2 separate regions of the Triticum aestivum genome follow, and region 1 is linked to region 2. Evidence: chromatin contacts called from public Hi-C data. All regions are on one chromosome and are shown on one strand. The core of a region is the stretch at or near the end of the contact, and the rest is flanking DNA. Distances in the headings are between cores, read along the strand shown. Region 1 overlaps LOC123181761 (phospholipase D zeta 1). Region 2 holds the start of LOC123181759 (probable protein phosphatase 2C 48).

The links. A called contact is a pair of places that touch in the nucleus more often than the background predicts.
Region 1: a contact with region 2 is called in a Hi-C map of leaf, with 6 times the contacts expected there. The contact joins the enhancer-like site here to the promoter of LOC123181759 in region 2. A contact is called at or near these places in 1 of 5 Hi-C or Micro-C datasets (leaf) and 1 of 1 datasets of contacts at active chromatin or transcription factors (leaf).

Annotation. Positions count from the first base shown.
Region 1 is chr1D:320,684,344-320,690,552 of IWGSC CS RefSeq v2.1, reverse strand. LOC123181761 (phospholipase D zeta 1) reads left to right here. Exons shown (of 20, transcript XM_044594095.1): 18 at 1,367-1,432; 19 at 1,605-1,666; 20 at 1,744-2,378. The coding sequence ends at 1,993. Among protein-coding and RNA genes, the nearest start is that of LOC123181761, 18 kb to the left of the region's middle. Within about 2 kb of position 3,657, at least 6 of the 8 cell types and tissues checked have an H3K27ac peak or open chromatin away from gene starts, as enhancers often do. A contact at or near this core is called in leaf, where this site is marked.
Region 2 is chr1D:320,482,780-320,489,115 of IWGSC CS RefSeq v2.1, reverse strand. LOC123181759 (probable protein phosphatase 2C 48) reads left to right here and starts at 3,914. Exons shown (of 4, transcript XM_044594093.1): 1 at 3,914-4,651; 2 at 5,864-6,281. The coding sequence starts at 4,451.

The sequences.
Region 1 (6,209 bases), core at 2,408-4,907, 200 kb before region 2:
TGGCAATGGGAGTGCATGATTTATGTTACATGTGGTGGCTTTCGCGGTGGCTTTTGACGAAAAATGTAGGATGCGGTGGCTTTTGACGAACTATGTTGGATGCAGTGGCTTTTGGATGGGATGTGGTTGCTTTTGATGATAAATATGTTGGATGCAGTGGCTTTTGGATGGGATGTGGTGGCTTTTGATGATGAACTATGTTGGGATGCTCTATGTTGATGCTTATCGTTCAATTGGAAATGTTATTGAAATGTGTGAGTTGTTATTCAAAATTTTGAATTGTTTATAAGAAACATTTGAATTATAGGGAGTGTATAAGCAAATTTTGAATTATGTATGCAAAAGGATGGAGGAAATAGCAAATGAAAAGTATAGGGAGTTAAGTTTAGGGGAAGAACTAGGTGCAAGAAAGTTTAAGCCCTCAAATTTTAGGGAGGTTATCCAGGGAGTTAAGTTTTAGGGAAGGTGTAGAGATACTCTTACAACTACAAGGGCATATGCCTGTCTGATGGTGTTTTGTGTTGTTTGTGTGATATTTTTATAGAACATATTAGAGGGGCGATGCTAGTTCACGCGCGGCTGCGGCAATGCTCGTTTTTGGACTGGTCCCCGGTTTGGAAAGTGCATCGATGGGGTGGGATAGTTTAGAGCAACCGGCGGGTTTGGATAGTTTAGAGTGGGCCCCACCGCCCTGAAAATCAGGGGGGGGGGGGAGAGATTAGTAGTTGACTAATTTGATGGGCTCTCAGCGATTCATATGTTAACGAGCCGTTCCACATGTGCATGACCAGATCCACCTGGTGGGCCCCAAAGGAAAAGGCTGTCGGCTGAGTGCTTGGCTTTGGATGGATCGACCGCTCCAGCGCGCGGGTGTGAAAGAGTCTCTTCTATATTAGAATGTAGTGATGTATTATACATCATGTGAAGTTTTGATTCAAGGAATAGAAATAATCTGCAAAACCCTTAAGACTAGTTAGTTAGGATCTTATTGAGTGTTTGGATACTTTTTTGGAAAACGCAAAAGCATCTGCGTTTCATTTCATTGCAAAGGTAGAGAAAGGAAAGCCTCGATAGAGGCATGATACAATGTACGAAGAAACAAAACTGACACCCTAATCCCTAAAAACATTTATATGTTCACACTTGTATGATGTATGTATAGATAAATGATCAAAACTATCCTGCGCCGAACCTCCTTCGTGTGGGCTAAAACTCACCTACCGCCTTGGTTAAAACCTGATAAAAGAAAATTACGTGAATTTGGTATATCACAAGCATGCTTGATAAGGATGTCTTCTCTTTATTGTAGGAAACAAGAAAATTCCGTGCATTATTCAAGTTCACAAAATATCATTTTCTCTTGCAGGTTAACCACATCATGGATCCTATGGATGATACAACGTTCAAAAATATCTGGATGGCCACTGCTAAGGTGACAGAAACAAAAATGTTGTACCCTGAAGTCATAGTTCATTCAAGAATCAAGACTATGATTACTAAGCATATGGGACGTTCCCTATAAATTACGTTATATTTGGTATTTGCAAATTCTTTTGTTGATTTCCTTTATTCTTATTACTGAATTACCTGAGCATGTCTGGCAGACAAATACCACGATTTACCAGGATGTATTCTCTTGTGTTCCCAACGATCTCATCCATTCAAGGTATTTATCAACAGCCATTTCATCTCAGTATTATTTCATCCCATTGTTGCATTCTCTGAAACATAATAACCACACAGGACACAGTTTCGGCAAAGCATTGCTTACTGGAAGGAAAAAATTGGCCACACTACAATTGATCTAGGCGTTGCCCAAGAAAAGCTCGAAACCTACCAGGATGGCGATCTCAAAGGTGCCGACCCTATGGAGAGATTGCAGTTGGTCAGAGGCCACCTTGTATCTTTTCCTTTGGATTTCATGTGCCAAGAGGACTTGAGACCATATTTCAGTGAAAGCGAGTATTACACATCTCCACAAGTTTTCCATTAGGTTGATTTTCATGGAAGAGTTGCTCTCCCAGTGCCTTAGTTGTACATAGTACAGGCGCCAGCTTGTAGATGTTTTTACAGGAAATGAAGAAAATATACGGCCACGTCAGGCAGTTTACAAATATACCCCATTCACCGGAGTTCTGTCTTTTTGGGCAATTACCCGTGCTCAGATTCTTCTTTTTCCAACCAAAGAATATAGGAATATAGTTAGTTCATTCGACGGCTCTGGTTTTTTTAGGTGAGAAATGCCCCTGTTCAGTTGACACTTTTCCAGTCCAGAGAATAGGCTCTTTCTTTAAAGCTGTCTTGGTTGTACATTATGAATTATTTTTGAAGAATAAGTACATTCTAGTTGGCCTTGCAATGTATGCACTATTAATCTCTCCGGTGTGACTTTTGAAACCTTTGCTGTCTTGTGTTTCATCTTCTCGAGAATTACTGTACATTCTAGACAGAACAATCATCCCATCTTGAACTGATGTGTTTCTGTGATGTTATGAATGAGGATGTATTTACCCAGATGAATGATATAACGAATGAAGATGCACGTACCCTGCACCTCTTCACCGGTAATCATTAGACGTCATTGCATGTGTTTTGGCAGAAGCTGGTAATAAGAAACAGCCGAGGGTTACGTCCATACTATGTAGCTATATCCTAATAGAGTGTGATTACGTCCATATTTCGCCCATGGTTTCTCACAGAAGTCCTGGACATCTCTCGAAGGAACCACTTTAGCAGTTAGCTCGTCGGCTAGATGCCCTCCAGCCAACACAAGCTACAACCAACTTTGTAGCTTCCTGCAGCAAGACCAACAAACCCACAACTCTAATAATCAATGGTTTGTAGCTACATCAGCACTTAACTAACACAGGGTACGTGATCGTTTTTAACTAATGTAATAAGGTTATAATACTTTTGCATTTTTTTTATACTCCCTCCGTCCCAAAATAAGTGTTTCAACCTTAGTAAAACTTTGTAATAGAGTTACAAAGTTGAAACACTTATTTTCGGACAGAGAGAGTAGGTAATTGCAATAGTATATATACGGTCGCCTCACCAGATACCCAAATAAGTTTTTATCTAACTGCTTTGGCGATTGAGCTAGGTTTGTAACTGTTTATCTAACTGCTTTGGCGGTTGAGCTAAGTTTGTAATTGTTGAGCAATAGTGCCTTGTCAAGCCTACTCGGTGGGCAAAGCTTGGAAAGCACTTGTATGAAAACACTTATGGCACGATCAAGCTACATCAATGATCTGATGTTTTGAAGTCGTAGTTGTGAAATTGACGAAACGTTAATGAATACATAGTTGATGAAAACGAATCAAGGATCCTTTCGGAAAGCCGTGGACATGCATTCATTCCTGCAGGCTGCAGGTGTATTACAGATTAAATTTGGGTTAACACATCCAGTGAATTCTTAGTGGGAAAACATGTGCTCGTGCTTGCACTCACTGGAATCTCAAATTTGTTTCCTGGTTCGGCAAATCCATTGGCAGTCAGTGTCGATATTGAAACTTGCATCTCCGCCACAAAAAAGAAAAAAAGAAAAAGAAAAAAGAAAATCAATGCTTGTGGAACTGGAAATGTCTAGAATGTGTCGCCTCCTTCCGTGCCCTATTTTTAGCCAAGCACCAACCAGTCTAGCTAGGTGTCCTGATCATGTAGGCCAGATCTGATTGCTAGGCACCTCTGAACGGGACGGGACCCAGTGCTATGATACCACCACTCATCTCAATGCCTCATCGGCTGTGTCCTTTAATTTCTTGCCTAGTCATTCTGACGATATAGTGGGCGCAGCGCTGTGGGCTCACGCGTGTTGGTCGACGTGGATCCATGCCATCTTGTTGGCTTTTCCTTCTTAGGATCCAGATCCCTACTATCCCACAGAAGCTACTTGCACAGATCAGATGGGAGTTTTCCGTAGCACTCCGTCTCCGGTGTTCTCCTGTACTTGCACAGATCAGATATTTACTCCGTTTCCGGTGTCGCGTGTACGAGTCACCAAGCACTGCGCATATCGTAGCTGCACTGGGCACCGCAAGCGACGCTCTCTCGTACAGTACATGCATGCGCACGGTGTGATGTTTTTCTTAGAGTCCAAGGCAATGGTAGTTCGCACAAATCGAATGCCATTCAATCTAGAATTGGCAAATTTTCACATACTTCTCAAGCTCTTTTTTGACACTAAAAATCACATAGTTCTCGAGACCGGAGCCCGTCTGATGGCCGATCGAGGAGAGCACGAGTGCACGTTGCCTGCCGGCGACTTGATTCTCAAACGCAACCTAAATGATTAGACATTCTCTTTGCGGGGCCTAAATGATTAGATTAGACATGCGTGAACATCCCGATCGAAGCAAATCATACAGCACAAAACCATACATCTCTGCTCCATGCATCACGAGCAAGAAACAAACAAGCACTCCCTTCATCTCATAATGTAAGACGTTTCTTGACACTAGTAAAACGTTTCTTGACACTACAATGTCACATTATAGGACGGGGGAGTACATTCGATGACGGCCAGAACACTACATATATTTTGGATATTTCGACCCAACTTGTTCCAGAATAGATATATAAAGGTGAGAATCGCGAGTACGGACATTAGATGCCAAGCGGCGCCGTGCTGCCGTTGGTTTCCAGCTCACATACAAAGCCCTCGGACCTCGGTGCGCCGCCCCCGTAGGCTGCAACTGCAAGCAAAGGTGTCCGCTGCTAGGCGTATAGACATGCACACGGAAGATTCTAGAGCCTGAGGCTAGGACCACTAATTCCAATATAGGAATCCAGAAGTCGTACGTACACTCCACTGATGAGCACATAGACATGGATGCAAAACCGCTTTGGTTCATGAGCTGGTGCACTTTGCTTCTTCTGAGGTGGTTAGTGCGTTAAAGCCATACATAAGAGGCTGATATGCACGCGGACAAAGTAAACAAGCACGTAAAAACAACAGGAGGGAACTATACCATTTCTTTTTTAAGGGAGCTAAACTTTTGCTTGAAAACAAACCAAAAAGATCACTATGAACATTTCAGATGCTGAAGGGGCAATTAGGATTGTCTGGCCAGGGTCCAACTCCATCCATGATCCGTGACCTGAAAACCACAGACAATTGTACTGCCATGATTTAAGACAAATAGAATGAAAGTTTTTTTTAATGACGGATGCAACGTCAGAAAGCCGAGGAATTAATTTCCGGCGCCGCCTGGGGGAGAAAGCAGAGCTACTCTAGCTATCTGCTGCACCTGCATGCATGGTGGGGCTGGTCCTGGTCCTCTCCTGGTCTGGTTGGTAGAACCACACTCACTTGCTTGGCTCATTCTTCGCTAGTGGACTGGACTCATCCACCATCGATCTGGATCGTCCTATCCTGCAAGTTGCATGATAAGATATGTCGTTTGGAATTCCAGCTGGCCAATTTATTGAATCTAGATTTCATGCTTCCACTGCATCCCGCGTGCACCGACATGGTTGTGTCACCGAAAGTTGTTTGTCATGTACACAGACCTGTTGATGACTTTTCATTTTTCAGGCTGTTGGATCTTACTACAAAAATAATAATTTAACCAGCCTTTTTACATTCCTGGTGACACTGCTCCAGATCTATCGATCGACCTCTGCTCTCTCCGGTGCATGCATGCGTCCATTCTGTTTAACATAAGCTAGAACAAAGCTTTCTTCCAATCATGGGGCAGATGAGGACAAGTTGCCACTGGATCATCATGGCCGGGCGACGCATCTGCTGATGGGCATCATACAGCAGCAGCAGAGCAGAGATGGCAGAAAGATGGATGAATGGATACGGATAGGAGGAGGCCACTGATTAGTGATTACCACTTACCAGGAACACCTGCTAGCTTTATGTCCCGACTCTGATAGCGTCCATCGGCAATAATGCAATCATGTACCGATGTACGAGTAGTATCCATTTCTCGCTGATCGGATCCGATCCAGGGGTGACTGACTGATTGATGGCTGTTGGTGATGATCGACATATATCACTTGCGGCCATTGCCAACTGGAGTCCCTGCCGGGATATCTGGTCGGCATATTCGTCTGCGGTGCGCGTCTTTATGACTCACACCGGTGTCATTCGCCACGGATCCATGTACTGCTCGCCTAGTGGTCAGGTCACATGTTGTTGGCATTTCTGTTTCTGTCGTGGCTGTTGCGCTGTAAGCCGGAGGCGATTTGCAGTTCGCAGG
Region 2 (6,336 bases), core at 2,665-5,164:
ATATTATCGTTCAATTCATCAACTCACGATGCAGGTACATAGATCAGAGATGGCGAAGGGCTACTATGCCGTGTACGTTGGGAGGGTTCTAGGAGTCTACGACCACTGGGCAGCCGCTCAGGCCCAGGTGCACAGGTACTCGGGTGCTAGCCATAGTGGGTTCGACAGCAGAGCCGAAGCGGAAAGTAGTTACTTGAGGTGGACACTCCAGCATGAGCAGGGGCGGGACCGCCGGTACTACATAGTCGCGCTCTTGCTCATGCTGATCGCTCTTCTCTTCTACATCATGGTTTAGATAGAGATGATGAAACTTGTATGTGTGCCATGACCATGCAGTTGCACTTATTCGAGACATGGCATTATCGCACTTGTGTATCGCTATTTTCGAGATGTGATGATATTTGTGTTGAATGATGATGATGATGATGATGATGGTATGATGAGACTACTATATGTCTATGATATGATGAGAATAGTGTATGTTTAGTATGATCTGATGAAACTATTGTATAGAGCCTGTATAAATACAGCGCAAATACGTAGGGGTGGGGGTCGGTGAAAGCAGGAACATTAGCAGTAGCGCTGGCTTAGCAGCAGCGCTTCATATGAACAAGCGCTACACATAGTTATCAGTAGCGCGGGTGCAGGAAGCGCTACTGCTAACAATACTTACCAGTAGGGCTGCCTATACCAGCGCTACTGCTACAACTTAGCTGTAGCGCGCTAGCAGTAGCGCTGGACCAAGCGCTACTGCTATGCTTATTTCAAGTGCTACTACTAGGGTTTTCCCTAGTAGTGAGTGTGCGGCATGCGCCTCGTACGTGCACGCCGAGCCAGCCAAGCGTGCGCGGCCGCACGCGGATTTGTGCCATGACGCCAACGTCGTCTCCCTCCCCATCGCCCCCACCCCCGCAACCTCCCGCCATGATGGCCGAGGAGGAGGAGCGGCTCCTGCAGGCCGTCATGGAGGACTCCGAGAGGGAGTACACGCGCCAGCAGGAGGAGGAGTGGCAGGGCTTGCAGTATATGCTTGAGCTCTCAGCCTCCGGGGACGTGTACATCCCGGAGCTGGATGTCAAGCAGGAGGTCAAGGAGGAGCCCGCGGAGGAGCGTGCATTGGCGCGTGGTCGCCACCCCCAGCGGGTGCCGCGCCCGCCTCCTCTGCCGCCTGCACAGTACGCCCCTGGCCCAATCTGGGGGGCGCCGCCCCACCCTACATCGACCTGACGAGCAACGACGAGGATGGTGGCGCCTAAAGACGGCGGCTGCGACGGCATCAGCGGCGACGGCGAGGTCTTCTGCGGCGCGCGGGACGACCACATTATCTTTTGCTTTGTTTTTTTGTTTTATGTTAATTAAACTAAGTGTTGTGGTTGGGCCGTAAGGACGCGGACTTTTAAATACTATGTTTTTAAGTTTTTTAGCTGTTAGAATGCCTTATCTTAGCTTTTGTTTTTTGTTATTTTCCCCTGTGTCCACCGCGGACAAGTTGCGGCTGGGGCCGCGCGCCAGGCCGTTCCGACAAGGACATCCGCCTCTCATTTCCATCCTAAACGAATGAAATCCGGACAAAACGGATGCCTGAATAAGGTCTAGCATTGGAGTTGGCCTTAGCATTCGATCCATTTTTCTTTTTCTGTTGCCATCGCTTGGCAGCCCAGCAGAAAGAACCCCGCACCACCACGGCCACGAGATAATCCTCCTAGGCGCTGCACCACGGTCACGTGTTGCCGAACCGGTGGAGGGGTTGTGTGGCTCTCCACGTACAACGGGCGGCATGGCAGAAAACGAAATGACGCCTGTGCGGTGCCCAAGTTCTTGTGCGGCTGCGGTTGTTGATGGGCGCAGGGTAGCGATGAGAGGAGGGATCGTCTGCCCCCGGAAGAAACATTTTCTATGCTGCTTGAGTGCTCGCGCACGGCGGAGATCACCCGCCGGCTCGTGGCTGAGAGGGTCACGGAGACCTTCTGGCCTCTCTGAAATAGTATATCTCCTTCCCTTGCTGAGATGTTGGAATGGGATAAACAAGCATATCAATTGTTTATGGATAGCTTTTATTAGTATTGCCAGCTGCTGCTGCCGCCGCTGACGGTTACACGGATCGAAACTTCGTTGCGTGCATTTGCTCTTTCTTTTTTTAGGGAACTATGATTTGATTTGACCAAAAGAAAAATAAAAGGATGAGGAGAATATTATTGCCAAAATGTTTAATTGCTCGGTAGCATTCATTCTGAATAAAAAAATAAACAAGTTTTTTGCCAAGAAATATACAAAGGTTTTGAAGTTATGCACAAAAAGGAAATACGTTTTGGTGCGAGATACACACAAAAAAACATGGAATTTTATAGTGACAAGCATGTGATAGAAATACAATTATTGTATTTTTGTGGAGCTCACATCAAAAACATATTTCACTTTTTTTTTTGCGCTGGTAGAAGAATTTTATTCCATAGGCATAGGGTTACAATCACGAGGCAAGAGATCACACGATGAACCTCGTCCAAGCCATACAACAGTAGTACTCTCTGTACGACTATACAGGGTCAAACGATCTACTACCCTATTTTGCACATGACTAATTTTCAAGGGAATGAAAACTCTATCTACCATAAGATGACGAATCTCGGCGACTAAATGCCCGTAGGCAGATCTGGATAATCTGTCGCCAGTCAAGGCGGAGAGGGCGACAGAAGAATCCGACTAGACAATGATAGGTAGCTCACAATGCTGGATAGCCAGAGCCATACCTTGCATTAGCGCATGCAACTCCGCTTCCAGTGCTTCATTGCAGTTAAAGATGCACAGGTATGCAACACTCCCATCATGTCTCCTCAATATCATCCATGCCGCTGCTGACCCATCAGACTGTAGGAAAGATCCATCAACAGATAGGGCCACCTTCCCCAGTGGTGGCTTCGGCCATGGGTGAACTATGGCCTCCTTCTGCGCGACAGCCGGCTCCTCCCAAAAAAAACATATTTCACTTTGACAGATTACAAAAATGTAGTATACATCCTTATGCACGTGTGTATTTTGCAGATTTTTTTTGAAAGTTCAAAGTGTTGTTTTTTGTTTTATCTTTAAGAAATATTTAGGCTCCATGCAGCAACTAACATTCCCCGCATCATAGTTTTTATTACATAGAGCAAAAGACTTGTTCGAGACAAAAGTCGCGCAAGAGCCATAAACATGTCCGTTTTTTTGTGTGAGAGGGGGGCTAGGTTTCTGCTGCGCTGGTTTTCCCCACAATATAAATGACACTCAGGGGTGTACGTATGTTGTAGAATACTTTAGGCATGCGATGTGTCGCATGTAATTTACCAAAATAATTTGAATTGTAACTTTCCATATTAGAGATGACTAGACGTGCAAATATTACAGTGATGCGCGTACACGCTATACAAGAAGAGAAATATTGTATGCACATCAACAAGATAGTACTTAGAGCAGAAGAAACAAATAAGGGAAACATTTGTTAAGAGAAATATTAGAGATCTACTACGAATATTTTACGATTCCACGACGTTAAAGAAATATCAAGCAGGCATATAAATCAAATCCATATGTAAACGACTATAAATTGTTAAGATTTTCCGCGACATATTCTCTATTTATTACGTAGCTCGTCCCAAAGATAGCAAGCAAAGACGCTTGTTCGACACAAAAGGTTCAGCAAGACCCATAACTACACACATCCGTTTCTACTGGGCTCGCACACGCCATTGCGCATCATAACCGTCGACGTCGGCTTGTGCGCATTCCAGAGCGGGCACACACACAGCTGCTTATCCACATCGACCAAAAGGCGGGCGAGACGGAACACGCACACGCCGAGGACCCGTCCCGTTCCCAGCTGAAAGACACGCATCGCTGTGCTGTGTCGCTGTGCAAGCGGCGGACGGACGGGCGGACACACCGTGTGGCTGCCTGCCTCGGCTTCGGCCTGCATCTGCATGGTGTGTGTGAGCTTCCCCTGCACCCACGGCTCTCCTTCCCTCTCCCCTCTCCTTTATAAGCTCCCACCCAAGCTTCCACTTCACCTCCACCACAATCCGCACGGCCTCGCCTCCCTTGCGCCCTTGGCCCTTGCCTTGTTCATCATCGGTCGCCTCACCGCAGTTGAGCAATCCTCGCTTCCTGTCCCTTCTTCTGCACCTTCTTCCTTGGTGAAGTAGAAGTCGAGCCGACCGATCCTATCCAGATATCCACTCCAAGCTCGTCTCTTCAATCCAAAGCAAAACAAAGAGAAAGATCCAGGAGAAACGGCCGATCGGGACATCGATCTCCCAAGCTAAACAAACCGCGCTTCCTTCTTAGCCTCTGCTCTGTTCTTGCCCGTGAACACCACGAGTACCAAGCACCGAGAAACTAGGAGAGGAAGGAGGAGGAGGAAGAAGCCTCTCCATAGAATCAACCGATCGATCGGGGGTCTTGATCTTGGCCAGCGAGAATGCGGCAGATCTCGTCCATGCTGCAGGGGCTGGCCCGCTCCATGTCTCTGGGAAAGGAGAGGAAGGAGGCGGAGGAGCCGCAGGGGACGGTGCTGCGCTCGTCGGGGACGCTCTGGGGCGAGGGCTCCGAGACCTTCGCCGCCGCGTGCTCCCGCCGCGGCGAGAAGGGCACCAACCAGGACACCTCCATCGTCTGGGAGGTGAGTTTGCCGGCCGCCCTGCTTCTTCCCTGCTTGCTCTCTGATGCATGTGAATGAATTTTTACGCTGGCTATCACAACATAGTACCGGTGGCGTGTAGCAGTCAAAGATCAGCATCCACCACGTACTCCGCACGGAGCTTCTTGCCACACAATTTAATTCCCGCGTTCCCAACACAAATTTCTGCTACTAGAGAGGCAGAAGAGGTTAATTATGGCCAAGATGAGCCGGTGACATGGTCTCTGTTCCACAGAAAATGGCGAGGGTACAGCGTTGGGACTCGGGACTAGTCGCCGGCTTCTTCTTCTCATTTCTGACCACAGAAGAAATAAATCAGTTTTCATCTGCTCGCCTTGCGTGTGCGCTAAATAAAATAGAGATTGGATCCCGTCTCCCTCCGTTGTTTACCTAACCATTTTTCTGATATTTTTGTGAGATGGTTCAGTTCTGTTTTGTGGTGGTATTCTGTACGGCCTAACTATTGTTAGGCCATCATTTACCAGATTACGTGTTGCCTTTTGGGACGATCCTGGATCATGTTGTTCACAAGTTTCTTGGATACGGCGCTTGCCTTTCGCCTCTAGGCGTTTCATCCTGTAGTACTAGTATCTGCCAAAAAAGGGATGGTACGTGTCTTGATTTGCTGGAGCCACAAAAGGTGTTGGGTTTGTTTGTTGGGTTTCTTGGTATCTGAATCCAAAGTGGCTTTGGACAGTTAAACACCTAAAACATACTGATTGCGATGGTCGGATTTGCTATTTTTTCAGACTGCAAGTCCATTATATTTCATAAATTTGCAAAACATGTAATTAACCACTTTTTGTTGGATAAAAAACGGACAGTTAGTTATCGGGTTAGAAATACGTCGATCGACTTAGAAATAGACACTCCCTTAAACTGCACTAGATTGGAAACACGATCTAATTTGACTACTCAGTTCCGCAAAAAAGGACAACGATGACCTACCTGCACAAAAGGGCCGTCTGGTTCAGTTGGTTGTCAATTCTATCATGTCACTCCCCGTAAAACATAAAATCTATCACGGCACGCCGAAATCTTGGATTTCCATTTGCCATGCACAGTAAATTTGTACCCATCATTTCAATATTTTCGTTTCTTCTCGATTTTGATAAGAAAAAGAGATTTCAATATTGTCGTTTCTTCTCGATTTCTTACGGTTCTGTTTGCTTGTGTGTTTTCTTCTCTATCCAGGGATACGGGTGCCAGGACGACACCATCTTCTGCGGCGTCTTCGACGGCCACGGCCAGTGGGGCCACTACGTCGCCAAGGCCGTCCGGGAGTCGCTGCCGCAGCAGCTGCTGTGCCGCTGGCAGGAGGCCGTCGCGCTGACGTCGCTCATCGACGGCGAGAAGAGGCTCGGCGACTGCCAGTTCGACCTCCTGAGGCAGTCCTACCTGGCAGCCGCCGCCGCCGTGGACGAGGAGCTCCGCCGAAGCCGGCGCCTCGACGCCGTCAACAGCGGTTGCACGGCTCTGTCCATCGTCAAGCAGGGCGACCTGATGGTAGTCGCCAACGTCGGCGACTCGCGGGCCGTCCTTGCGACCACATCGGACGACGGGGACGTCACGGCCGTCCAGCTCACCGTCGACTTCAAGCCCGACTTACCCCGTAAGTCGTCGTGACAAGACTAGAAGACGGACAGTACATTCTTGGGACGGCCATT